Linked DNA regions of Cyprinus carpio: region 2 is linked to region 1. The links are chromatin contacts, called in public Hi-C maps. All regions are on one chromosome and are shown on one strand. The core of a region is the stretch at or near the end of the contact, and the rest is flanking DNA. Distances in the headings are between cores, read along the strand shown. Region 1 has its middle 6.4 kb from the start of LOC122138614. Region 2 holds the start of LOC109097717 (transcriptional activator MN1-like).

What was found. Hi-C and Micro-C count contacts between places; a contact is called where the count stands out from the background.
Region 2: a contact with region 1 is called in a Hi-C map of skeletal muscle, with 7 times the contacts expected there. The contact joins the promoter of LOC109097717 here to the enhancer-like site in region 1. A contact is called at or near these places in 3 of 8 Hi-C or Micro-C datasets (all in skeletal muscle).

The regions. Positions count from the first base shown.
Region 1 is chrB10:21,543,570-21,546,447 of ASM1834038v1, forward strand. No RefSeq gene overlaps it. Among protein-coding and RNA genes, the nearest start is that of LOC122138614, 6.4 kb to the right of the region's middle. Within about 2 kb of position 1,477, at least 1 of the 8 cell types and tissues checked has an H3K27ac peak or open chromatin away from gene starts, as enhancers often do. A contact at or near this core is called in skeletal muscle, where this site is marked.
Region 2 is chrB10:21,595,650-21,598,527 of ASM1834038v1, forward strand. LOC109097717 (transcriptional activator MN1-like) reads right to left here and starts at 1,433. Exons shown (of 4, transcript XM_042733258.1): 1 at 810-1,433; 2 at 1-560. The coding sequence starts at 519. LOC109097718 (phosphatidylinositol transfer protein beta isoform) reads right to left here. Exons shown (of 11, transcript XM_042733259.1): 11 at 2,745-2,878.

The DNA of each region.
Region 1 (2,878 bases), core at 227-2,726:
AAAGACACTAGACTGCTGCAATTTGTACTGAATTTAAAAGCCACAAGCCTCCGTCTCAAACAAATCGAATTTCTGTGCTATTTTTCGGCTTGGGCTCTGCACAGAAGCGGGTAATCCATAGCGCTTCCTGGCACGGCGCTCGCACCGCACAGCTGACTGGCGTGTAAGACTGCCTCAAATTGGAGCAATTGAGCTCAAGTTAAAGCAATTACATCCTTTGTGTTCTCCACGGGGGACGTGACTAAACTGTGCTCATGATGAACCAAGAGGCCAAGAAAGCTTGTTTAATAAACAAGTAGTTGATGGTGGTGGTCCAAATTATCCACCTACATTTCCTAAGTACACCTGACTAGGGATGCACTGATATAGACATTCTGGTAAACAGCTAAATTTTAGCCTGTAATTATTTCTGGACCTCAATCATGAGTTTTCATACACATACACACCAAAAAACAAAAAAACACCATTCTTATACAACCGTTTTGTTCGTCTTTCATTAACGATGCTCGTACTAAAAATTTGGTCATGAATTTGCATCGAAACATACATTTTATAATTTAAAGCTACATTAATAGTTCATATTACGTTTGCCTGGCAGCTTTTTGGGTAATTAATAAATTATTATTATTAGAAATTTGTTCTGCTCATGTTTTATGAACGATGTTCACACTAAAGCTTTTGGTCAATTTGTATCAAAACATAATTATTTTTTTTTTTATGTATCAAAACTTTATTTTATTTTTTAAGTTCATATTATGGTTGCCCTGCCAGATTTCAGGGAAATTTTCAGGATATTCACACTAAAACTTTGCTCAAGAATTTGCAAAACACGGCACATTTATTCAAGTAAACATTAAGTTCACCTACCTTTTTAGGAAACTAATAAACTATTTTATTTCATAAAATATATTTTGACAGCAAAATTTAGCTTGGTTGACATGCAAAGGAAAAAAAAATTGTAGCTGGCGACATTAAACAGCATATTTAAGTGAAAGACCAAAAAGGAAATCATGTAATTAATATTCATGAGCCAAGCTGTTTTCATTTCTATGACCCTGTGGATTGATAACTGTTCAGAATTTTTAAAACCTGACATCAAAAAAAGAGTTGATTGTTTAAATTAAGACCTGATATCTGCTTTCAGTTGCAAAGATATTAGATATTGCTTATCTATCGTGCAAACACATGAAGTATATCGTCCCACGCATAACCTCACAGAACCTCCTCAGGAAGGTGCACGGCCTCACCGTCTGACACAGCAGTGCTTTAATTGCCCCGGCGAGGGAGCAGGAGTGCGGGGGCAGTAAATAAAGATTTCAGAGGGGGATAGAAGGGTGTTGTCAGGGCTGCGGGCCGCTGGGACGTCTCTCTGCTTCTCTGGTTCACTGCATGCTGGCGGAGCTCCAGACTCCATTGCATAAGACATTGAGACGTGATGTAAGTGTATCTGTAAGAGACAAACTTTATTCATACACAGGCACTCCGATAAGGTCCGAATACGAATGCGACAAGGCCCTGGCATGACTGATTTATATAAATGCCACGTATTGCTGGGTGAGAAACTAAATGCACAAAAATCGAGAGTGAAAGAGAAAATCTGTTTGATATTTCATCTTTTACTGTTTTTTTACATGCTGAGAGGCTGGGTTTTTTCCCCTCCGAATTTGTCATGTGGGAGCAAACGCTTTAACACATTAGAGGAGCGAGTCAATTGAGTCTTTTGTGAGCCATCTGGAAATACCCGACTCAACAAAGCTTCGGCTCTGGTGCCGTATATCAATGAGAGAGACACAGTTTCAGCTCTGCCACGGGCAAAAGATGTCTCAAATTATCAGCAAAAGGAGGATTTAAAGAAACATGAATCATTTTAGAGCGTGTTTAAGATATATAAATACACTGAAGCAGTTTGTAGTGCTAAATGTCTATTAATTCAGGAACAACGTGAACAAATAATCTGAATAAGTATTCTGGGTTACATAATGAAGGGTTTACTGCTCGTAAAATGCTCTTTTGTACCTTGAACCACTTGATGGAGATCTCAATCACGTCTCAACGTCCACCTGAGAAAAAAAAAAAAAAAACTTTGGGAGAAATAAACAGACAAAAATAAGTCAAACACAGAAGGAGTACAAAACTATAAAATGAATCATTTGATAAGAAATGTTCAAGATGAGTACATATTAGGATTTAACTGAAAACTTGGCAAATGTCAGCACAGTTTGATCTCTTCTGAAGCTAAATAAGAGTCTTTTTCTCAGGAGAAACATCTTAAAAGCTTCAGTAAAGCCTCCATTTGTTCTCAATTTAAGATAATTGCATTCATATGTGATTTGTCTCCAAAAGGATATATATATATATATATATATATATATATATATATATATATATATATATATATATATATATATATATATATATATATATATATATATATATATATATATATATATAATTGCAACGTTTCATGCCACAATTCTAATTGTAAAACAGAATTGTGAGATGTAATAAACTTAGAATTCTCAGACTTTCTTCTTATAATTCTAAATTTACATGAAACAATTCTATTTTTTTTTCGGCAAAGAATTAAAAATAAAATATGTAACTGTGACCTTTTCTCTCACAATTTTGACTTTTCTTCTCAGAATTGGAAGCTTATATCTCAAAATACTCAGCATTACCAGAAAAAAAGTCTGAATTGTGAGATAAAAAAAGTCACAATTACCTTTTTTTTTATCCTGTGAAAGAGAAAACGCATCCATGATAGATAGATAGATAGATAGACAGACAGACAGACAGAAAGACAGATTGATTGATAGATAGACAGACAGACAGACAGACAGATGGATAGATAGATAGATAGATAGATAGATAGATAGAT
Region 2 (2,878 bases), core at 183-2,682, 52 kb after region 1:
GTGGAACGATGCGGCGCGGTTTGGTGACTGGTCTAGAGGAAGACACGGCGCTGGAACGGCGTGGGTACCGTTAGGATGGCCGTGCGGTTGAAATTCAGGCATGGCGGCCATTCTCTGTTGCTGCTGCTGCTGCGAGATGCATTCTCGCGACTGCGCCTCAGCGAGCTGCTGACCAAATCCCCCTTCAAACATATGCGGGTGACCTGCGTTGTTGTTATTGAAACCCATGTGTCTGTCCCCGTGCAAGCAAGAGGGGACGCTGTCCTGGTACAGATGTGAATGCTGCTCGTGGTTAGGAGGTTGATGGTTGAACGGTCCTTGCATGTGGAGTTGATGTTGTGGCTGAACTCCCATAGCGAGCATATCCCCATGGCCATGAGTCTGGAATCCATACTGGTCTCTATTTGAGACGAAGTTGAGTCCCTGTATGGGGGATTCATTTAGAGGACCCATCATGGGCTCCACAGCTACCGACGGCCCTTTCATATGAAATCCGGCACTGTTATAATTAGAGTTCATTTTCAGTCTACTGGGAATTAATTCCTTTTGTTTGTTTGTCACTGCAAATAAAAAGACACAACTGAATCAAACAATGCTTTTTTTTTTTTTTTTTTACTTTTAAATATTATTTATTCTTTTGTGTCTTTCAGGGGCCCACGTTAGCAACCGATTTAAAATGTAAATATTATATATTGTCAATAACATATTAATAATAATAAAAAAAATAAAGTTTACGTTTCGCATGCATGTGCTTATTGATCAATATTAAATGATTCGAAAGTAAGAGATCAGATGACAATTGGAAGTACCTCAATTCCAGCATAAGCGTGAAAACGCGAACTCCTCTTTGTATATCCTTAGAGCAACGACCCTGAAAAATGCACATCTTAAAAAAACTCCTCGTTTACATCGTTATTCGATGCGTAACGTCTCCAAGTCGTTCAACACAAATCCAGAGGAGTGCAAACCAGCGCGCGGACCACATGTCCCATGTTCACATCTCCAATGCAATGCGCGCGATCCCGACTAATTATTCTATATTAAAAACACTTACAATAATTCAAAAAGAGTCGATAAATGCATTAAATCGACGGTCCTCTGAGGAGAACTTCGCGCGTGCGTTCAGTCCTGTGAGGAGGCTCGATGCACCGCTGTGGGTGCGCGCTCTTAGTAACTGGAGAGCCCTGGATCCCTTTTGTTGTCACAGTATGAAATGTATTCAGCGCAAAAATTAATCGCCATTTTCTTTAATATCGTCCATGAGATACGCGCTGTTCCATCAAATGCTTCTGGCTCCAGGAGGGTTTTGTCGTTTATCCTTGAATCGGATGTGTCGAGCCGCGGGCATCGGCAACAAGTTTGACATTCCCTCATCTGTTCCAGCGCTGATTTCTCACCAATGCCGACACAGGCACACATGCGCAGGGGGCGGGGTCTGACGCCAAGGGGCGGGGCTTCGCTTAAGGAAGTCTAAAAGAGATGTATATAACATATTAATATATAATATATGGGATAAATAATAAAACAATGTGTTCAGTGATACTCTATTTTACGAATAGAGCTAGATTTCTTATCTACACTTCAGTGCATACTTTTCTTTACAAGGTATACGATCAGATAGCTAATAAAAATCATTTAAATGACTTAATCTTCATTTGGTATTAAATTCTGTACATATAAAATAGTAGCTAGATTTCGTTTTTACACTGGGATTCATTTTCTCCCCACAATTAGCGTATTATAAAAATGTGTACTATAAAACTACACCCGCATATGCATCAATGCTCGATGGTATTTAATTGTTCTACGTGTGAAATCCTAGATCTCTTATTTACACACAGCTACACATTTAAGCAATTCACGTTTAAATGCAGTATGGAATAAACACAAATCAGTGTAAATCTTCAGTCACTCCCAAATCCTTCATATGCAAAACAGCTATATTCCTTTATACACAGATACTGTAGTAAATATGCAGCAGTTAATTAGTAAATTAGCAGATGCATGAAACAGGCTTCATTTTCAAGCTGTGACGAACGGCAGCCAGAGATAATGAATGTCTTCAGGGTTAATTTCCTGTAAGTAACCGGTGATTGTGATGTATTTTTAGAACTCACTGCTGCAGCATGGGTCAAATTATTTATCTTTACAACAAAAGCTTTTTAATGAATAGTGATTACAAAATTGTGGAAATAAAAACCCTTATGGGCTACTACAACCTAGACTGTGTCCTGCAAACCCACTATGGAATGATACAACCATTAGGCCACTGAAAGGTTTTATGGTGAAAAATAAGTGGCCATTTATTGATAGGTATGACTGAAGAAATTAAACTAATAAAAGTGTAATAAATTGAAAGCCATAAGACTTATTTTGTAGGTCCCTCTGGTCTTTATAAGAAATCTTTACCTGTTTCTTTGGCAAAGCGGAACAGTGCCATCTAGTGCTGCTGTCAGGAACAAACACTGATGAAAACTAGGAGAGATTCACTTTAGACATGGTTCTGTGGCCACAAATAACAGATACAGAAATAAAATAAAGCATTTAAGACTAATACTTTATTATTATTATTATTATTATTGAATTAGGATATTTAGTCCTAAAATCCTAAGATTTGTCCAGACCTAAATACTTTTTTTAAATTACCTGATGCTTAGAGACGTTCCGTCGACTTGAATTTAAAGGTAACACATTAATTAAAGCATGCAAAACCACAGTGAAAATAAAACTCAAAAGACCAAGCATGACTGGTGTCGAAATTTATTAGATATACTGTTAAATTGTTAAATGTATAACCAATTCAAAAGCTGCAGGGGGCAGAAAAAAAAACAGAAGAAATCACACCATTGTACATTCACTGATATTTCCCGATTTTCAA